Regions from separate parts of the Mus musculus genome. Here region 1 is linked to region 2. The links are chromatin contacts, called in public Hi-C maps. All regions are on one chromosome and are shown on one strand. The core of a region is the stretch at or near the end of the contact, and the rest is flanking DNA. Distances in the headings are between cores, read along the strand shown. Region 1 overlaps Ppp1r9a (protein phosphatase 1, regulatory subunit 9A). Region 2 holds the start of Gmfg-ps (glia maturation factor gamma-like).

Region 1 (4,568 bases), core at 1,826-4,325, 160 kb after region 2:
CTAATACCTGTTGGTATACATGAGGTTCCTAAGGGGCAGGGAACACACTTAATTTATTTGCTTACTTGCTTATTTGAGACAGGGTCTCAAGAAAGGTCCCGAGTTAATAATGGAAAGTATTGGTGCCAGTACAATGGTACTAAAAGATGTCCTCTGGTTTCCATATGTGTGGACATGAGTACAAACATATAAAAACACAATATAGAATAAATAAATAAACAAAAATTTAAGCTGGGTATAGTGGCACACACCTTTAATCCTAGCACCCGGTAAGCAGAGGCAAACAGATCTCTGAGTTCTAGGCCAGCCTAGTCTACAGAGTGAATTCCAGGACAGCTAGAGCTACACAGAGAAACCATGTCAAAAAAAATAAAGCAAAACAAAAAACAAAACAAAAATAATAAATAAATAAAATAAAATAAAAATTAAAATAGGAACTATTACTACCATTATGTAATTCTTTGAAGAGGCCTCTTTCTTCAAGTGAATTAAACTTTTAAAATTTACCTTATTTGTAAAAGTCATTTCGGGGAGCTAGGAAATAATTCTTACAGTTAGTATCAAGCAAAACTAAATGATTTTGTGTAACCTTTTAGGTGAATCGGGCACAAATAAAGACACAAAGAAACTGGCTGCATTTAGCTCTCGTGGACCTGCTGTCAATTATAGGCTGTCTTATATTTTTCATTTGTCTTAAAAATTAAATTTGATTTCTCTTAACCCATTTACTTTTTTCTTGTCCTACACTGTGTCGTTATTTATACTGATAATAGATCTTTCCTTGGGGGATTAGGATATTGTGTTTGGATCTGGATCTTCACATGCATTGAAATGTGCAGAACATCATTACTGTTGCCTCGGCTGGTGTCCCTGCCTTGCAGTGTTGGTTGGTTGGTGAAGACCTGGTGCAGTAGAGTGTTCCCCAGCCCCCTTCCCAGAAGTATTATGCCCACAGATAACTTTCTGAACACCTTAGCCGACCTCAGAGTAGCCCTGGTTCTGAGTCAGTGCTGAGGCCTCAGCCGCTGGAAAGGAAGCCGGGAGCGCACGTGCTGCTGCCCTGCTGGGTGGTGTGCATGGCAGCCTGGACTCTGCTTAGCCTCCCCAGATCTTTTCTAGGGCAGGATGCATACTTCTTTCTAATGTCCTGGCTGCTCCTTGTCAGACTTCCTTTAGCTGTTTATCACCTGGACTCCTGCTGATAAAGTCTCTCTAGATGACGATTTTTCTTTTCCCCTCTAAAGTATTTTCTACAACCTTTTTTCTTCTTTCCTCTGTGTGTGTGTGTGTATGTGTGTGTGTGTGTGTACACGCATGCACGCGAACACACATGGGCATGCATCATGTTTACATAGGCACATGAAAGGAATTAGGGCATACCATAAATCCTGGTTTTCTAACCATAAGTTAATTATATTGTTAGACATGATGGGTTTTCTGTGAAAGTATGGCTGTGTGTATTACTTCTCTTGTGTCCCTTGCATTTGAGAGAATTTCCTTTTGGCCTTGGATTTTAGCAGCTCCAGGCTAGATGCTTCAGCTTCTCCTAACTTTGCTTAATAAGAAGTCACTCTTGTAATGCTTCATCTAAGGAGGGCATTTTAGGTTGTTTCCATATTCACTAGAAAAATGTTAGCATCAGTCTTCTAGTGTCAGTTATATTCAGTGCTGGTTTAGGGAATAAAGAACATGTCTGGGGTGAATGGTAAAGAACTAGAAGACTTTGCAGCATCCCCCCCCCCTTCCTCCCTGTGTTGCTGAGCCTGTGTACTGCATATGTGCATGTACTCACAGAAGCCAGAAAGCATTGTGTTTCCTGGAAAGGGATGTGGGTGCTGGGAACTGAGCTGAGCTTGTCTCCGAAAGTGAGTGCTCTCAGCTGCTGAAGCTTGTCTTCAGCTCTTTTCTTCAGGCCTTTTGTTTTTGTTTTTGTTTTTTGGGTTGATTTGTTTTGTTTTGTTTTGTTTTGTTGAGTCAGGGTTTCTCTGTATAGCCCTGGCTGTCCTGGAACTCTGTAGACCAGGCTGGCCTTGAACTCAGAAATCTGCCTGCCTCTGCCTCCCAAGTGCTGGGATTAAAGGCGTGCGCCAACACTGCCAGGCTCTTTAGGCCTTTTAAAAAGGTTCCTTGATCACCTGTATTTCTATTTTTTTTTTTTTAGTAAAGTATTTGCTGTGCTTTTTGTTGTTGATTTCTTTCATTTGAAGTGTGTTATTCACTAGTATTTTAGTGAGATTCTGCAGAAATAAGTGGCCCATAGCAACCGTGTCCACTATTTAACTAACAGAAACCTCTTCCTTGGTTCTCCACTTTGGCAACAAAATCCTTAAACACAACTAACAAAATTAATGTGGGACTCTAACCTGAAAGCGTGTTAAAGTCTGTGTTTACTCCCTACTGGTAACATTGTATCAAAATTGTTGTTCAAAAATTCCGGCCCCCTGTATTGCTTTCTTCTTAGTCTTTTGGTTTATTTTACTGACTGTCTAGGAAAGACTCTCAAATTCATGTTTCAAACATGGAATATATAGAACTTATTTGGCAATCTGATTTCTATCTCAAGTTCAGCATAAAAGATACGGAATTTTGTTTCCCCCTTCCTCTGTTTCCTTTAATTAGACAAGAAACCATTGTTTTATGTACTGACACGATTCTACATTATTTTCATGCAAAACTCACCATTCCTCTTTTGTCTTCATTTACTTCACCCATACATTCTCATTATATTGTATATTTCTTTCTCTGATGTGCCACAAGGCTTGGTAGTTTGAGTTCATGGTCTAGGTCCTATCTGTAGGCCCAGTTTTGGATGTATTCATTGGTAGCTGTTAAACTCCTTTAAGCAGATGGTCCCCAGTTTTTGTCCCAAGTGTCTTTTTTTCTTTCTTTTTTTAAGTATTGTATTGTGTGACCTTGGGAGCAGAAGTGCCTGTTTGTTTTCTCTTTTCAGTCAGGAAGGCTGTATTCCTATCTGTGGTAGTGCTCTTCCTTGACCTTCCTGCATATCTCATCCTGAATGATGACACAAACTACAGTGTCTTGACGTGTGCATTCTGTAAGATACAATGAGAAGGCTCTGACTTAATCTGTTTGTTTCCTAATCTTCGAAGGCAGTAAACACCATGGATCTAACTAAGGAGTAACTCTTACAGTAATCTGTGGTCTAAATATCAAGGTCTTCTACAAAATAAGAACTAGGAAAATTGAACTGAAGTCATTAGACAGAAGCATGTGGAGAAACATTTCAGAAATAGAACGGTATCAGTGCTCTACAGAGCTGGGGCCACCTGGGCACGTTTGACCCTTGGCCCAGCATTATTGATATGCAGTTCATGCGTGAAGAACATGTTTCTAGATTTTTTCATGTCGTGCTGAGTATAATCTGTTTAATTGTCATGTTCACACAGCATACTTTCCCAGTCAGTTATGCTCTTGGTAGTTTGTAGATTGGAGGATGTTTGTCACCAAAGCTTGCAGGTTTGAAGTTGAGCTCACCTATCTCTGTTTTATGTTTATTATTTATTTAAGATAGAGGTCTTGCCACATTGTCCTCAAAACCCTGTTCTCAAGTGAATTGTCCTGCTTCAGTCTTCAGAGTAGCCATTTTTGTCTGGATTGTGGCACCAGTCCCAAATTCAATATATCTTCACGGTTGCCATTCTGTCCTGTGTCAGTATGTCACAGAACATTAATTTGAGAATAGGGATGTCTCTTCTGAGACGTCTTGTGTGCACTGGAGCATCCCTGACCATTGCTAGATGCATTCTCTGAAGAATGTGGGTCTGGTCTCTTTTCAGAATCTGAAAGCAAATCTGGTCACGACTTTTAAGACTACATTGAAAACAAGCAGAAGTGGTTTGTCCTTGGAAATGGTATGTGTGGGAGTACTCTTTCAGCTGGACTTACCTTAGTAATAAAATAAATAAATAAATAAAACTTCTCAAACTAAAATAATTTTATCATTGATAGAATATGAGTTTATTATACAAAAGTTATTTACTGTTAGATATAGTATATAAGCAATAAATAAAACTTGAAATTAATAGAAATAATAGTAATATTGTCTTCCAAAATTAAGTCCATCTGATAAAATTTAGGCTCTGGGTAAAGCTTTAAAATTCTGATAAACATATCAAATAAAGGTAAATAAATGGAGTTATATGCCCATAGGTAGGAAAAGAGTAGTGTCAGGCTGTGAATTCTCCTTAGTTCTATCTGTGCATCCAATGTGGATAATCTAGTAAGTTATTTTCTGGCTGTGTTGGCTCCTCCCTGTTGTTGTGATAAAACACCAGGACAGAAGCAACTCAGGGAAGCAAAGGTTTATCTGATGCACAGATCCAGGGGAATAGAATCCATCCTAGAGGGAAGAAAGGAAGGCATGGTGAAAGCTGGATGCGGGGCCAACTTCCTCCAGTGGGGTTTCCAAGCAGTGCCGCCAGTTGAAGATTTACAGTCCAAGCACAAGAGCCTATGAGGGATATTTCATACCCGGAAATAACAGTGAATACTAAAGAATGGACTGGGATGTTTTATATGGAAAGAAACAAGATCCAAAATAGTGCGCT
Region 2 (4,075 bases), core at 999-3,498:
TGCTAACTTTTTGTGGCTTAGTTGAATTAAGCTTGGTGGTTAGGTATGTGCAGAATAAGTACACACACATATGGTTCGGTACCATTTTTATTTTGGTTATAAATTGGGGTTGGGGAGGGCTTGGAATGTATCTGCAAAGATAATTCTAGGGCAGAATATAAAGATGGGGGAAATTACTGGAACATGGAAGGAAAAGAAGATATTCATCCCAGAGCTGAGTCCACTTCTACCAATGAGAGGCAAGACTTCCAGCACAATTAGTGACATTTGCTGTAAAAGTTGAACACACACACACACACACACACACACACACACACACACACACACGTTAAAATAGCTATGAGCCAAGCTTAAGGACAGGCCACAAATGACCTTGGAAGTACCTCATTTCTTTTTCTAGACATTTTCTAGAAATCTCAAACAAGAACTTTTTTTTAAAAGAAGATTTACTTATTATTATAGATAAGTACACTGTTGCTGTCTTCAGACACACCAAAAGAGGGCATCAGATTTTATTACGGGTGATTGTGAGCCACCATACGGTTGCTGGGATTTGAACTCAGGACCTTCGGAAGAAGAGTAGTCAGTGCTCTTATCTGCTGAGCTATTTTGACAGGCCAAGAAATTTGTTTACAGTAAAGATAGCCTATCTTTCAAAATTAGGGTGATCTAGAATTTTACAGTATCAATTGAAACCTGGAGGGCACGCCTGTGGGATTACCCCAGTATCTCATTTAAGTTCTTTGCTCATCCTTTGAAGACAATAGTTTCAAAACTGGCCTGAATGATATATATCGGAAATGGTATATACTGGAAGGAAAACAAAGAGAAAGCCTCAGAGAATGCCCAGCTGTGTTCTGGAGTGTGCCTTCATCGTACCCTAAGTGTCTCTATCTACTCTAAAATACCCTTTAACAGGCCTCAATCCTGCAGCCTACGAGCTAATTCTAAAAATTCTGCATTAAAGCAAAGGTTGAGAATTTTAAAATCTAAATGACTAGGGAACAGACAGGCTGAAGAGCGGCAGCACTGAACAGACAGGCTGAAGGGCGGTAGCCTGACCCCTGCCATGGCTACTGAAATTCTAAATCTAACATTCAGTGCTATATGGAATATTAAGTACTTTCGCCTCTTTCTAGATTGCCTGTATTGAGAGGGTTACACGATCTTGCAGCTTTTTCTATGCACACACACAATTTCAGGCTATTGTTGCTACTATATATTTATTTTTATTTTCCTGATTCGGTTACTCTGAATAGCCTTGGCTGTCCTGGAACTCACTCTGTTGTCCAGGGTGGTCTCAAACTCTAAGATTCATCTGCCTCTGCCTCTCTGCTGGGATTAAAGGCGTGCGCCACCATTGGTCAGCTGTTGTTTCTGTATCTCCAGACAATGGCTGGATTATAGGGTGTCCACAAACTCAATTCTCCTGTCTTGGCTGTGTTGGGATTATGTGTGCACCTCACATACGTGTGGCAAAAACACAATTTTGACTCTTCAAAAATGGTACCTGTGCCCTACAAGGCTTTTGGATACATCAATGGTCTATATTGACCATCAAAGTCCATTTTGTATGAAGGAGAAGAGTATGGAACCTGTCACATTATTTGGGAGGAGAGGGTGTAGTGAGAGTTTTTAACAGGGCAAAACCAGTGAGTGTGAACAGAAAAGATATACAAGAAGAAAAGTCCAAAGTCCTCTTCATCCCTTTCCTTCTAGTAGTGTGGCCTTGAGGGTCAGCTGGATCATCCCAGTGGACACCACAGTAGAGTAGACTAGGGCCTAGGTCTTGGCCTTCTAGGCCAGCCCAGGCCATGGCCAGGCCTTGGATGCCTGGGGTCACAGACTTAACCACAGACTGTGGGGTCCTCAGCATCTGGAAGGCACAGGCCTTGCCCTAAGTGCCAGAGCCCCCTCGCCCACGGTCTTGGGGGTGGGGCGGCCTTGCCTCGGGCCGGTGCCTTTCGCCCTTCGTTGGCCGCCAGAGGCTCCCTCTCTCCCTCTCCTGGGATTTCGCTGCTGGGCTCCCTCTCTTTGCGGCCCTAGAGTTAATCCCATCAGCCGAGGTGAGGCACCTGTTACCCCGGGGCCCTCCTCATCCCCGCGGCCTGATCCCTAAGTCCATCGGGCCTCGCGGGCCTCAGGGCCCGGCGTGGGGGGCCCCGCACGTGGGCCGAGCGGCGTCCCCGATCCCAGGCCGCAGGCGAGGGTGCCCGCTTGCGCGTCGGGTCCCCAGGCCGGGCCGCCATGGCTGGGGTGGAGGTGGGGGGTGGGGGTGGGGGGAGCGCAGCGCGCGTCCCGGGGCCGCCCCGCGCGGGCAAGACGCGCGTGGGGGGCCGAGGCGCGAGTGCAGGCGGCCGCCGCGCGCGCCGCGCCGTGACGAGCGGGCGGAGGGCACACGGTCGGCGCCGAGCCCCGCACGGTCACGGGGGGGCGGGGGGGAAGAGCGCCGAAGGAGTCCGACCTCCCGCCCGGGCCGCTCGGTAAGGGGGCGGCGTGCGGGTGGCGGGGCGGCGGGAGCGCGGGGACGCGGCGGCGTGCACAAAGGCGGACCCGCGGGCGGGTGGGGGTGGACTGCGGTCCGGGAGCGCCAGGGTGAGGAGGGAGGCTTGATCCTCTGCGGGATCTATTGTTTCCCCGGCACACTGGGAGGAAAAGCAGAGGCATTCGTGTGATTGTCACCCTAGCCTTTGCTCTCCCTCCGCTCCAGTGTGGCCGGCGAGCTCGTCTCTCCCCCGGTGCCACAGACCGGGATCCGCCTGGCAGCGGCCCGGAGCCGCCGCCAATGTGTTAGGACTTCAGGTGCTTCTTGGCACCAGGCTAGACTGCGACCTCCTCCTGCCTTAGCGCCTGGCGTCACCTGCTCTCCCGGCCCTGCCCCGGGGGCCGAGGGATGGCGTCCCGAACCGGGCTGGGGAAAATCAATCGGCTGCCTCTCAAGTTGGTGTTATTTATGTTTGTCTTTTGTGAGGGCAGGTTTTTGAATCCCCGGCGGCCCCCTTCGCCCCCGCCGCCCCCGCCCCCTCGTGCTTGAATTGGCGGTGGGAGGGAGCGGGGTGTGCAGCTAGGGGAGAGGGGAGGGTGTTTATGGGTAAAAAGGACATTGTCAACGCTTTCCAAAAAGGAAAGAAAGAAATAAAGGAAAAAACAAAAACAAAAAACAAAAAACAAAAACAAAAACCAACCCAAACCACAGGCACCACACTCCTCTCTTGTTTGCCTGCATGGGCCATGCATGCATGCATGCGTGCCTGCTGGGCCAGGAAGCGAGTTTTGGAGCTGATTTAAGTGAAAGTGTAAGCTCTCTCAGCTGATGGTGCGTGAGCGTGATGTGGTTCCGTGTAACATTAAAACAAAACAAAACAAACCAGAATAATAAGAAAAAAAATGTTTAGAACTGCGTTGAGTGCCTGAAGTGTTGGGCTGCTGGCGTCCTGGTAGAAAACCCAGCTGTGGGCTGGAGGACAGCAAACATGCATGGCGTTCACTTTTTTTTTTTTCTTCCTATCTTGAAGTAAGTTAGGGGCCAGAAGGAGTAGACAAATCAGGACTGTGGAAGGAAGTGTCATGGCATACCTGATTTCTGATTGTCACATTCTCAGGCATCTATTCCCAGGAGACTCCACTCCTTAGTTAATAATAGCCTCTTGGCTAGGAAACTTCCAAACAATGCATAGAAAAACTTACAGTAAAACTTAATTGACCTTCCAGAACTTACTTCTGTCTGTTTTGTCCTGAAACTGATACTTGAGCATGGTGTACATGAGGCTATTAACTCAGAACCATCGAAGAAGCCTCTGTAGCCATATTTTTAGAGTTTGGGAACGTTAGACTCCAAACTTTTCCCTGTTCTGCACGGTTATGGAAAATTCCCAAATCAAGTGGCCATTTTGATTTTTTTTTTTTAAAGAAGTAAATGAGTTGTCGAGTTCTTTCATAATTCATTCACAGAAATACCTCAAACTTGGTCTAAAGCATTATTGTCAAGTGGTGTCAAGTGGTGTGTGCATGTGCGTGTGTGTGTGTGTGCGTGTGTGTGTGTGTGTGTGTGTGTTTTGCAAGCATCTCCAAGTTA

Evidence for each region. Hi-C and Micro-C count contacts between places; a contact is called where the count stands out from the background.
Region 1: a Hi-C map of Sertoli cells shows a contact between it and region 2, with 2.8 times the contacts expected there. The contact joins the enhancer-like site here to the promoter of Gmfg-ps in region 2. A contact is called at or near these places in 2 of 484 Hi-C or Micro-C datasets (Sertoli cells and granulosa cells), 6 of 115 datasets of contacts at active chromatin or transcription factors (cardiomyocytes, embryonic stem cells, microglia and 1 more) and 3 of 9 other capture datasets (adipose tissue, liver and pancreatic islet).

Annotation. Positions count from the first base shown.
Region 1 is chr6:5,058,321-5,062,888 of GRCm38.p6, forward strand. All of the region lies in intron 4 of Ppp1r9a (protein phosphatase 1, regulatory subunit 9A), which reads left to right. Among named protein-coding and RNA genes, the nearest start is that of Gm52886, 5.9 kb to the left of the region's middle. Within about 2 kb of position 3,076, at least 3 of the 459 cell types and tissues checked have an H3K27ac peak or open chromatin away from gene starts, as enhancers often do. A contact at or near this core is called in Sertoli cells and granulosa cells, where this site is marked.
Region 2 is chr6:4,900,966-4,905,040 of GRCm38.p6, forward strand. It overlaps Gmfg-ps (glia maturation factor gamma-like), which reads right to left and starts at 2,249. Exons shown (of 5, transcript XM_030255708.1): 1 at 2,083-2,249. The coding sequence starts at 2,249. Ppp1r9a (protein phosphatase 1, regulatory subunit 9A) reads left to right here and starts at 2,010. Exons shown (of 16, transcript NM_001363809.1): 1 at 2,010-2,066.